2 separate regions of the Mus musculus genome follow, and region 2 is linked to region 1. The links are chromatin contacts, called in public promoter capture Hi-C maps. All regions are on one chromosome and are shown on one strand. The core of a region is the stretch at or near the end of the contact, and the rest is flanking DNA. Distances in the headings are between cores, read along the strand shown. Region 1 holds the start of B9d1os (a long non-coding RNA gene). Region 2 holds the start of Grap (GRB2-related adaptor protein).

Region 1 (3,405 bases), core at 378-2,877:
CCATGTTTTGTTTTCAGGTGGGGGTATTGGCTGATGCTGTCCAAAGCCACTGGCAGGTGGTTCTCCAGAGCCTGCCTGGTTAGGCTGCTACTTGTCCCTCTCAGCTGCCACTAACAGACTCCAGGGGTACACCAGCGAACCCAGTAGTGACTGTATTCTATAAACTAGCTTTCCCCCAAAAACAAATGCAATGTTTAGGTCATCTCTGACCTTAGTGTCTACCTCTTGGTCTCGAATAGAAGGGTATGATTCAGGAATCACCAAAGCTCTAACCAGAGGAGGCCCATGAGTCCAACTTACCGCTGTTGGGGCCCAGTCCTGGCCATACACAAAGCAGTACTTGCAGTAGAGGTCATCATACTCTGGAAACTGAGAGAAAAAGTATACAGGATTCTGTCTAGAAAGGGCAAACTGGGCCCACACATTAGCTAGGCAGATGCAGTGGACAGGAATTAGGAACACGAGGCATCTGGGACTGAGGAGGTGGACATGGGTTTCAGGGCGGGCAGGGAATGGAAATCAGGAAGTCAGGCTTAGTCCCAGACTGCCAATACCCGTAGGTTATTTTGCTCAGGGTCTACTTTCTGTCTTGTCTTTCTCAGTCCACATGTGGTAGGCCCCTTGCCCATCTTTCAGAGTTCCCCTTCAGTCTCTAGCTGGCTTAAGGATCATTGCTTGGCTCCCTTCACTTCTCTGCATTTCTGCATGTGGGTACCTAATGTCTATCTGATAACCCTGTTAGACTGAAGAAGGAACAGGTTTCATGCCTCAGCGCATCTCCAGTGCTGGGCACAAATTAGCTCTACAGAAATGATGCTCACGTGAAACCCAGAAGCTACAGGGCCAAAGAACATGGCTAAAACTGAGGGTCCCGGAGAAAGGAAGGCCCAGGGCAGACGCCAAGGAAGGTGTCCAGAGTAAGCAGCCCAGACATCCTCTAATCGGATAGAGGAAAACAGGGAGGACGCAGTACCAATGAATGGGAAGGCAGGAACACCTACTGAGCTTCAGACTTGGCAGAACCTAAAGCATGTCAGCCAAACCTCAGAATATGTAGGAATAATGGGCATTTTCAACAAGCAGCCCAGAAGAATAATGTAGCAAAGTTCTGTCTCTTAGACGGACCGGGTCAAATCCCACCTTGGCCACTGCCTTCCGGTAAGTTCCCAGCTGTTAAATGGATCAGCTGAGTCTTCAGTCCCATTAGTCCTAGGCCACCACTCAACCAAGTAAACAGGATCCAAGTGGTACCAGCTGAACGCCTCGAGGTCTGTTTTCACTCAAGCTTGTCCGGTTCATCTACCTGGAGCCAAGGTTCTCAAATGCTGCTTCTCCTTTCCATTTATTTGAGATGCTCAGAGCATCTTGGCTTTCTAGGAGCTGAGCGAAGAGCCCGGGGAGAGAAACAGGCCGTCCCCGGGCGGAGTCCACGACTGCTTACCTGTGCGCTCTCTACCTGCCCGGTGATCATGAGCAGGAAGACGCTGGGACTTGCTGCAGCCATTGCACTGATGGGCCGGGAGACCGGCGCAGGCCGCGCGCTGTTGCCAGGAGGCTCTCGGTTGTCTTGGAAACAGACGGTAAGTCGTCTAGGACAAATTTCTCAAGCGGTGACGAGTTCGCTCAAAGGTAAGAGTGCGCAGGCGCAGTAGTCTTTATGGCTTTGGGCACTGTCCTCCGTGTCTGTCGCGCGGAACCTAACCCCCAGGGGCGGGTCCACGGACCCGCACTGTGTGACTTCACTCGTCTGGCCATGCTTGAAGCTCGCAGGCTGCAAAGCTGGATGTTGAGAAGAAGCAGCACCGGCACTCAGGCCCGCGGAAAGTCACGTGCTAGAGTTACCTCTCTCCAGGTGGTGTCGCTGTTGCCACACACAGCGACGGCAAAGACGCCATCGTTGGAAGGCTTGGTGCGCGGGAGTGGTCCAGCGGGCATCACCCAGCACATTGTCTCAGGTGAAGAATGCGCCCTTCAGCCCTATGAGGCTCTTGTCATCGAAACCCGGAGACTCCATTTGTCCAAGTCCCGCGTCCTGCATGAGAAGCTGGAGCCCACGGAACCAGTCACCCAATTTTGGAAAATCACTGGTAGCTCAGGGATGTCAGAGCTTGGTCCCAAGCCACCAGCATCCTTTTCGGTAGACACCATTGTTAGTGCTTGGATTCAACTGCACTTACTCTATCACTGTCCAATTCAAGGTGGCTTAATGCGAGCTTCTTGCCTTTAGATCCCCAGCTCGACTCTAGGGGCATTGAATGCCTGGTCCTCATTGCCCGGCCAGTGCAAAATATTTGGGAACTACTTCTTTAATAAATAAAATTGAACACATCTCAGTTTTCTGGAGGGCGTGACTGAAATCCAGACCTGGAAGGTAATTTAGCCATATTCGTTACAGGAATTTAGCTGCAGAATCAGACTTCACTTTCAGAGCTTATAAGGAAACATCAAAGAGCACATTAATGATGAGGGAGCCTGGAAACAAACGGATGCAGATGTGTATACTTTAGGGAGCTCAGCCTGCAGTAATGACACCAGGTCACGCTAACTGTTAGCTTGGAAGTCAGTTGGCGGGATTCCCAAAGCCACCTATGGGGAAGAGGAAAGGCATGTGGTCACAGCGTTCTAGGTGGGCCGAGGTGCAAGCATGTAAGAAATTCTTTTAGCTTAGAGCCAAGAGTCATACAAGCAGAGGCTCTAGGCCCCTCTCTCCTAGCCGGTGGCTGCCACTTGCTGTTCTTTACTGAAAGCGTTGGAAAGATACAGGCTACTGAAAGGAAGCCTTCTCAATCCCCAAATTACTCATTAGATAAGGCTTTTCTGTCCTAAACCAACAGGATGAGACATTTAGGAAGAGGTCTGTGCTGGCTAGTTTTTTTGTCAATTTGGCACAAGCCATAGTTATCTGAGAGGAGGGAACCAAGATTGAGAAAGCCTCCATGTGATTGGGCTTGTAAGCCTGTTGAACATTTTCTTAATTAGTGATTGGTGGAGAAGGGCCAGGCCCACTGTGGATGGTGCTACCCTAGGCTGGTGATCCTGAGTTCTATGAGAAAACAAACCTGGGGATGATTTCAGTCACTGGTACCTGTACTCTCTCAGGCCTTTTCTGTCCTGTAGGAGAATGTTCCCATCTAGTTACTAAAGGCATCCATAGCAGGAGATACCGTATGCTCCTGGTTTGGGCATATGAGTGAAGCCATAAGTCTTCATCAAGGAACCCTCATTTTATAAAATGTTTCATTCTCCTTATCACTGCAGAGGTAAGATAATGAAAAGCATCCCCAGGCTCTCACCCAGCAGCTGTAGAGTGCTCGAGGACCCTGGTAGATGTTCTGGTGAGTTTTATGTCAATTTGACAAAAGCTAGGGTCATCAGAGAGACAGGAGTCTCAGTTAAGAAAATGCC
Region 2 (3,405 bases), core at 511-3,010, 150 kb before region 1:
CCTTGCATGAAGCTTGGCTAAGCCTGGTGCTTGTCAAATGAGTGAAGGGGGAAGCTGCACCCCAAGGCCTGCCAACTACCCATAGCCTCTTGTGCTTTCCTTCCGCTCCCTCACTGAAAGCCGACTGTGCACACTGCTCCCGCCTTGTGCCTTCAGGTCCCCCAAATTCTCATGACTTATGATGCATACCCCCTCCTCTTTCTCAGTAGACTCTTAGCAAAGTGATGCCCGGCTTGTTGGAAGGCTGTGAAGGAGGAGGCTATCACTCTGCACAGTAGGTGCCCCAGGGACTGTACTGGTCCCTCTGAGCCCAGGCCAGAATCTTCTACACAGCATTCCTACTTTTTAATAGGCCAGCTACCCTCCAGCCTCAAGTGTGTGTGAAAGATATGGCCCATGCTGGTTTCCAGAGTAGCTGAGGCCTCTGAACTGAACTTGGATCTGGACAGTCTCCCACCCCAGGTCTTTCTGAGGCCAAACTGGTTGAGTGTGCATAGGACCCAGAGCCAACAACTTAGGTAGATACACCAGCACCTTAGCTTGAAGAAGGGGGTGCACAAAGGTATGTGGTTGCTTTAGGACCCCAGCTTAGAGCTTTAGACACCCAGGGGACCGAACAAAGAAAGGCTCAAGAATTAAAGCAATGGAGATTGGCTCACACTACACTACACTACACTACACTACACTACACTACACTACACTACACTACACTACACTACACTACACTACACACGTACAGACACCTTGCTGAGCCTCGCTCACTGCAGCCAAGCCATGGTCTTCCACAGCCAGGAGATCCACACTGAGCCTGGGACCCATGTACAGGATAGCTCTAAAGAGTCTGTCTCCGTGCTTGAATCTTCGAGCCAGGGCTCAGGGTGGTAGCCATCTAGCCCTGTGTCTGTTGCTCCAGGGGGTCACAATAGGGGCAGTGGAGGGCACAGGATGGGCCACTAGCATTCCAGTGTCCATGGTTCAGCATGGCCACTCTCCTGTGCCCCCTCAGCTCTCCTGTCATATGCAAACTTCTAAGTAAGGGCATCCCCGGTAGAGATTTCACACACTCGTGTGTCTAATGACTTGGAAGACAACCACTGTGAGTGAAAGTGGCTCAGGTGAGAACAAATGAAGTATAGCGTTCTATTTCTCCTTTCCCATCAATACAGCTTAATCTCAGCTATTTTAGCCCAATTAAGTTAGAATGTCTGCTTATTTTAGACTCTCTCTCTGTCTCTCTGTCTCTCTCTGTCTCTCTCTCTCTCTCTCTCTCTCTCTCACACACACACACACACACATACACACACTCTTACACACACACACGATTTCTACCTCTGTGTCTCTCTGTTTCTCTCTGTGTTACTGATCTCAAAATTTGTCTATTAAACTTTTCTTTAAAAACAAACAAACAAAACCCTAGAAAACAGTGGGATTTAGGCAACTCCCACCAGACTCTGTGGCCTCAGACTCTCAAATGACCCCAAAGGAAGGATCAGTAATAAATACTATTCCACTTTCCTAAATGAGGAAACTGAAGAGGGTAGAGGCAGCTAACCTGAGCCTGTCCCTCACAGCCCAGACTCCCAGGACTCTCTGAGGTGCTGGTTCTAACCCTACCAACCCTGTTGGCCCACTCAGCCCAGCTCCAGCCTTCTGTACCTTAAGCGTGTCCCCCTTGTTGAAGGCCAGCTCGTCACTCTCGGTAGCCTGGAAGCTGTACAGGGCCACGGACTCCATCCCACTGTCCCTGGGCTTCAGCCGAGGACCCAGCAGCTACAGCTTCCTGCTTCCTGCAGGAGAGGACCACTTCCTTTGTTTTGAGTATTTGTTCTTTTGAAGCTGCAGCCGGAAACTGCCCTTGATGGGGGAGAAACAGGAAGCAAAGACATGTCACCCTTGTCATAGCTCAGAGAGGGTGTGCTCATAAACCCACTTTGGCTGTGGGGGAGTCCCCATTAGGACGATGCAGAGCTGTCTCGTGCTTGGCCTCTGTCTCTCAGCCTTCACATTTCTTATCTGTTTTAAATGGAGTTTCTATTGCTGTGAAAAACACCAAAACCAAAAGTGACTTGGGAGGAAAAGGTTTATTTGGCTTAGATTATAGTCTATCAGGAAAGCCAAGGCAAGAACCTGGAGGCAGGAACTGAAGCAGAGACCACGGAGGGACACTGCTTACTGGCTTGCTTCCCATGGCTTGCTCAGCCAACTTTCTTATACACCCAGAGCATCTGCCCAGGGGTGGAACTTCCCACAGAGAACCAGACTCATCCACACCAGTCATTAGTCAGGAAAACGTCCCCACAGACTTGTCCACAAGCCAATTCTCAACTCAAGCTGCCTCTGGCTTGTGTCAAGTTGAAAACAACAACAACAACAAAAAACCAAACAAACAAAAAAACAAACAAACAAAACAACTAAGCAGGACAACTGCTGATACCTGTAGCGAGATTCCTAAGCACCCACCACCTCAAACCCAAATTCCAGCCTACGTTCAAGACACTTCCAACCGTCTCCTCTCACCTGCTCCACACAGCTCCCTCATGTACCCTTTTGGGTATTCCACTACAAGCAAACTCCAGGCTGGAGAGCCATTGTGGTGGGCACACCACCTTTTCCTACTTGCCCAGGAAGCTCCTATTCACCTATGAAAACCTCACTAATAAGGCCCCTGTTGTGCTTTAAACATCGAGTACCACCTGAGCTTTCTGTAGCTTGTGGTCTGAAGGCATTACAGCTCTGCGATTGTTAAGGGAAGGCTGTGACACTGATGCAGACAGCAGTCTGGTGAGTACTAGGGGGTAAAGCACAACACGGAGAAACACAGCTATACATTTGCAACCACATGGAACCACAGAGAGCCAGTATTCTCCAAACACACAGGGACAGCTAAAGAACCCAGGCTGTGGGATGGGTACCAGATGGATCCAGATGAAGCCAGATTTTTATTTTATTTTATTTCATTTATTTACTTATTTTTAGTTTTATTTCTAAATTATTTTTTATTATTTATTTAGTTAGTTAGTTAGTTTTTCGAGACAGGGTTTTCTCTGTGTAGCTCTGGCTGTCCTGGAACTCACTTTGTAGACCAGGCTGGCCTCGAACTCAAAAATCCTCCTGCCTCTGCCTCCCAAGTGCTGGGATTAAAGGTGTGCGCCACCACTGCCTGGCAGATTTTTTTTTTTTTTTCAAGACGGTGGTTTTCTAGAGGATGGGGCTCAGTGGGTAAGAGCACAGGCTACTCTTCCAGAGGCTTTGATTCCCAGCCCCTACATAGTGGCTCGCAGACATCTGTAAACTCCAGCTCTAGAAGCTCTGTCACTCTCTTTTGGCTCCTGTGAGCACCAAAAACACATGTATGTGCACATGCCGTCAAAACATTCATAAATGGCTAGGCGGTGGTGGCGCACG

Evidence for each region. Capture Hi-C pulls out chosen DNA fragments and counts their contacts.
Region 2: a contact with region 1 is called in a promoter capture Hi-C map of adipose tissue. The contact joins the promoter of Grap here to the promoter of B9d1os in region 1. A contact is called at or near these places in 9 of 39 promoter capture datasets (the 3T3-L1 cell line, the SN4741 cell line, embryonic stem cells and 4 more), 5 of 484 Hi-C or Micro-C datasets (CD4 T cells, CD8 T cells, the N1E-115 cell line and 2 more), 10 of 115 datasets of contacts at active chromatin or transcription factors (bone marrow-derived macrophages, effector CD8 T cells, embryonic stem cells and 3 more) and 3 of 9 other capture datasets (adipose tissue, liver and pancreatic islet).

What each region holds. Positions count from the first base shown.
Region 1 is chr11:61,503,308-61,506,712 of GRCm38.p6, reverse strand. B9d1os (a long non-coding RNA gene) reads left to right here and starts at 1,627. Exons shown (of 1, transcript XR_141098.4): 1 at 1,627-2,328. It overlaps B9d1 (B9 protein domain 1), which reads right to left and starts at 1,569. Exons shown (of 7, transcript NM_013717.3): 1 at 1,442-1,569; 2 at 301-369. The coding sequence starts at 1,504.
Region 2 is chr11:61,651,676-61,655,080 of GRCm38.p6, reverse strand. Grap (GRB2-related adaptor protein) reads right to left here and starts at 1,760. Exons shown (of 5, transcript NM_027817.3): 1 at 1,657-1,760. The coding sequence starts at 1,734.